Linked DNA regions of Mus musculus: region 2 is linked to region 1. A link is a contact called in public promoter capture Hi-C data. All regions are on one chromosome and are shown on one strand. Each heading gives the region's core, a stretch centred on a gene start, on an enhancer-like site or on the middle of the called end of the contact. The rest is flanking DNA. Distances are from core to core; before and after follow the strand shown.

Evidence for each region. Promoter capture Hi-C pulls out the DNA fragments that hold promoters and counts their contacts.
Region 2: a contact with region 1 is called in a promoter capture Hi-C map of hippocampal neurons, with 4 times the contacts expected there. The contact joins two enhancer-like sites. A contact is called at or near these places in 1 of 39 promoter capture datasets (hippocampal neurons) and 1 of 115 datasets of contacts at active chromatin or transcription factors (astrocytes).

Annotation. Positions count from the first base shown.
Region 1 is chr16:43,079,855-43,082,383 of GRCm38.p6, reverse strand. The region is part of intron 2 of Zbtb20 (zinc finger and BTB domain containing 20); the gene reads right to left. Among named protein-coding and RNA genes, the nearest start is that of Gm25873, 45 kb to the left of the region's middle. Within about 2 kb of position 1,258, at least 32 of the 459 cell types and tissues checked have an H3K27ac peak or open chromatin away from gene starts, as enhancers often do. A contact at or near this core is called in hippocampal neurons, where this site is marked.
Region 2 is chr16:43,800,951-43,803,479 of GRCm38.p6, reverse strand. All of the region lies in intron 2 of Drd3 (dopamine receptor D3), which reads right to left. Among named protein-coding and RNA genes, the nearest start is that of Gm26074, 32 kb to the left of the region's middle. Within about 2 kb of position 1,264, at least 143 of the 459 cell types and tissues checked have an H3K27ac peak or open chromatin away from gene starts, as enhancers often do. A contact at or near this core is called in hippocampal neurons, where this site is marked.

The DNA of each region.
Region 1 (2,529 bases), core at 9-2,508:
CTTCTCGGTCTCAGAAAATTCATCCTAATGTATTGCTTTTATTCATGATCCATCTCAACTCTAGATTCTCCCTAGCAAACTCACAGAGATCTCCGTTCCCACAGACTAGCTTTAGCAATTACTCATGCCATGCTTTCCCAGCAACTGCCCACGGGTATTGTGTTACACACAGCTTCCATCAGTTGGCGATGCTTGAGTACTCTGCTCTCTTTAGGAGGAATCTGGCTTGGTGGCAAAGAGGACCAAACTGGACTCGGCATGTACTCCATGAACAACAGAGAAGAGAAAGGGGCACGGCAGTTCTAAGAACCTCATTTGACATTGATCCTGCCTTATTTTGTCATTTAAAGGACTGACTTATTTGTCTTCAAGTTCCTTTTGGTCAAGGCCACATCACATATCCTTTTCTCCCTAGCATCTATGTGTTACAATGTGGTAATTACCAAATGATAATGAAATAACATTTCCCTACAGTAAGTCATGATTCTATTTCATAGCTGCTCTAAAAATACTATCAACAATAAACCTCCTTTAGAGAAATGTATAAACATACATTATAACATCTCAATTCAAATAAAACATCAGGATCCAGTGAGATCATTCCTGTACAATAATTAAATGCAACAAAGAAAAGTTAAGGTTATACAAATATATTGGAAAAAAAGATTTACAACTTTAAATATGACAAATGTATATATTTTAAAATAAAGCTCACCTACTGGGATCCTAGGATTTAAATCTCTCCTTTAGAACACTGTAACATCCGGTACACAGTGAGTCCTGAAGCAATCCACAGCAATTAGTTTAGTTCTTACATTGGAGAAAGAGCCCCATTTTATTTCCCCCCTGCTAAGGAAGTGTATTTATCATATTCTACAACAGCTCACAGTTTGTTATACATTAACTGCTCATTCTCTGTGCCAATAAGACTATGCTGGAACAGTAAATGAATTTGGTACATTCATTGAAATGTGCAAACCACAGGCTACCCAGTTGTCTAATGATAAGAGAGCCCCACAGCCACCTGATCACCATTATCCGGCCTTATTTTTTTGGACTCGTGGTCAGTACTGTCAGGATCTGCATACTGAGAAGAATGAGAAGGAAAGGTCTACCTCAGACCTAATCATGCAAAGGGTTTTATTAATTCAGGCCCCGTGATGATGTGGCGAGGCTGGAAGGGGAAGGGATGTGAGATCTGGAGAGCTGTAGCTGCTGCTCCAAGACCAATGCTGGTTTTGGCACTTCTCTCACTCTAGTGAGTTGCAAAAAAACAAGCAGGTGCTAGCAATCTGAGAGACCACATGCCAGCTCCAGCTGCCTCAAACTGATTCAATTACATCTGCCTCAATAGTCCCAGGACAGCAAACCAGCTGAAGAGATCCATAGGTTGCAAAGAGACATGCTTCTCCTGAGGTGCAGTGGTCCCTGAGGTAGGGAGCTTACAAATCTCCATGTTGTGATGGGAATGCCTTTACCACCATTGCCAGGCACAGGAGAAAAGATGGGGTGTGTTTGATTCCTATTCACTTTAAAACTAAAAACTGGTTGGCAAGAGCAATAAAAGCTCTTTTGAGTTAAAAAAAAATACAAACAAACTGGACAATAGGTGAAATCTTAAGGATACCTTGAAGCAGCATAATTTTGTGAGAACATTTCCCAAGCCATTGGGCACAGCACATTTACAGAACATGCTCTTGGGATCCGGACTTCGCTCCAAACCTTGTTTGTACAAAAAGGGGCCAAGCAGCTGGGAAATTCTGGAGTGGAGTGTGTCCTCATTAGTTCCCATCTGCCACCAGAACTCAGCTCATGGCAAGTTTGGCTAAGTCCTGGTGTACTCAGGTCCAAATGTGGGTCAGTTTTAATTACACTATACAGAATTCAGCATGCAGTTTTTAAATCCTTATTATACAGAACAGAGGAGTGGGCTTGTCTCCAGCTAATCAATTTTTTAAAAGTACATATATAAAATTTTAAACCAGGCTAGACAGACAGTGGGTAGAAAAAAATCTTATGCGTATAATGGTTACTTAAGAAAATTATTAGTGAAATTGGGTCATGAGCTAGTTCTGTTTTGAATGTGAGAAACACAATGTTTCCAATGGTAAGATGCTAAACTTATGCAAGGTACATAATCTCCTGTATTTTAGTGTGGACGAGTAAGCAAAGGCTGTGGCCAGGCTACAGCACACGCCAACAAAGGCTCTCACTGAAGTGCCAGCTCCCTTCACTGCCTACCAGTTATGGCGTGGCTTTACATTAAACAGAAAAGTGGAAAAGGTGAGAAAACAAGGGTGAGGGCAGAAGAGAGAGACAAAAGGAGGGAAAGACCGAGGGAGAGGAGAGAAGGGAGGAAGGAAGACAGCACACGATAGGAACACACATACAGAGTGACACCACAGACTCAAGTTGTGTACTGGTTCATAGTACCTCTTGCAGCCACAGAGTGGGTCTCAGAGTAAGTAAGTAAGTCCTTGAGGCATGTGCATAGACTTCATCTATCCGAAATTTCACCGAATAGGGAAA
Region 2 (2,529 bases), core at 15-2,514, 720 kb before region 1:
GGAAGATGGCAACCACGTTCTTTGGCTTGGGCTTGCTGTAGGCAAAGTCCTCCTTGTTTTTCATACTAGCTTTTTTATATATAAAATGTTATTATAAAAACTGAAAATAAACAAAAACATCACACACCAAAATGTGTGGGCAAAAAAAAATTAACGGGTAAAAGAATCCAGACATGCTAAATATTCAGTGATGTGCTAACAATTCTCTCTCTTTTCCTCTCTCTTTCTTTTCCTCTTTCTTTCTTTTCCTCTCTTGCTCTCTCTGTCTCTCTCTGTCTCTCTCTGTCTCTCTGTCTCTGTCTCTCTGTCTCTCTGTCTCTCTCTCTCTCTCTCTCTCTCTCTCTCACACACACACACACACAAAGCCCCAATTTGTAACATGCATCAATTTTTGTTGCGCAAATACTCCCACCACTGCTCATGTCAAGCCACCACCAAAGGCTTGATTACCAACTTGAAACATTCCTGGAATATTGCTCTCACCAGCATGGTTCTAGCACACTAGTGGGAATGGCATGCTGTCTTAAACACACTTTAATGCTCATCAGCTCTTTGGAGGCTCCATCACTTCTATGAGCAAGAGACTATACTGAACGTAGCTCTTTTTATGAGAGGAGCCAGAACTTCAGGGAAGGCAGGATAGATCTAAAGTTTCAGACTGGAGTTGTCCTTGCAGAGCCAGGTCTCCCATCTCTAGGACCAGTGCCTTTGACAAGGACCCCATTCCCTGTCCAAGGCACATGTAGCTGTCTTAGCCCTGCAGGGAAACATGGGTTTGCTGGCATCCCACTTGTTTGTACTCGGGAGACCAGTGTGAATGCTCAGAACTGAACCTCCCCAAGTATCTTGACTCTGCTAATTGCCAGCGTGTTAGGGTGTGGGGAACGTGGGGGTGGGAGTTGGAGAGTGTGGGGGTGTACTGTTAAAATGAACGTCCCCAAGTTATTTCCCTAGTGGTTTCCATGAGGTACTTCTAAAGTAAAACCCAGAGACGTGTATTTTTAACATCTAATGTATCTTATTAGACAAGTCTGAGAGAGTCTGCATTAGGGAGAATTTCTGTCAAACCTTCTTGCTCACTTGGGGTAAGAGATGAGAGACAAGACTACAGTCTTTTATTGTCACAGTATGTTTTTTTTCCCCCCTTCTTCTTCTTAAATGATTAAGCCGTTAGAATAAATGAGGCCCCCTCCAGCATGTCATAGGTGGGTGGCTAAGACCTCGAGGCTGTTCCAAAATCCACCATTGGAGGGCACCAAAATGCAGCAAGAACTTCGCCAGCTCTGCCGGGGTGAGAAGTTCACGACTCACCTGGGGGCTCTCCAGGCTCTGTGGGGAGGCAGAGCCGGAAAACCTCCCCACTTAGTTCCTGGAGCCCTGCGAGGACCCCGCATTCTCACCCTGCGAGACTTGTTTAGCCTCTGGTTTCCTCTCTGAGCGATTTGCTCAAGGCCAACCGCGGAGGCGCTGGGTCAGGCTTGGCTTGGCGCGGCTTGGCTGGAGAAGGAACCCTGGCTAGGGCCACCTCCCTTGGAGGTGTTCCCAGTCCCACTCCCTTCTTTGTGTTGCAGCATCTAGTTCTTTCGGCCCTCTCTCCTGTAGAGTACTCAGCCGACCCGAGTGCAGTCAATGTTCGCTCTGGTAAAGCCCTAGGGCTGAAATCCAGCTTTGCAGCTAGCTTGTCAGACAGTGAGGCCCGCGGCTGGAGTTTTCTGACTCAAATTTTCTGTCTAACAGAACTGTTCACAGCTATTGAATGAGATTACATTTGTGAAGTTTTTTGTTTGTTTGTTTGTTTTTTAATACAACTTAAAATCCAAAAGGCAGTTCTTACTGTATCGCCATCATTATTGGGCTAGCCTAAGAGATTCATGATTGTTCTGTGTGACTTTAGGTTTTATGATTGTGATTTTTTCCCCCTCCTGGTTGTCAGGCAGTGCACATTAAATTTATTTATCAGACAAGTGTCGAGAACTTTCTTGTGTGAGCCACTGTTGAAGGGCTGGGGTAGTTGTTGATGTTAAACGGGCACAAGGAACCAAACAGCCTAGAGTCGCTTTGCTGTAAGGCTTAGATACTGAACTTGGCAGTGTGACTTAACAGCTAGGGGCCCCAGGGTGAGGCTCCAGGGCAGTTTATTGTAGGAGATATTGGCTGCACAAGCTGGCTTGGTGGCACATGCCTACAAGGTCAGCATTCAGGGGGTGAAGGTGGAGGCAGGAGGATCACAGACTTGTGTTGGTGGCTTGAGCTAACATAACCCTGGAGCTGTCTCTCCATGGAAGAATGCAAAGGTTAGCACATTCTAAGTGGTAGGTTCCATCCCCAGCCCTGGGGAAATAAAAAGATGGGCAGTGACTTTTGGTTCCATTCATCTATTACCTAATAGCTTTGTGATTCTAGTCACCCCACCCGTGTGTGTGTGTGTGTGTGTACATACGCATACGCCCACTGACATGTGCACATGTAATGGGACAATGTACCTACTTTGCTGGACTGTTTATAAATGATAGCTATATTTGTTTTTGT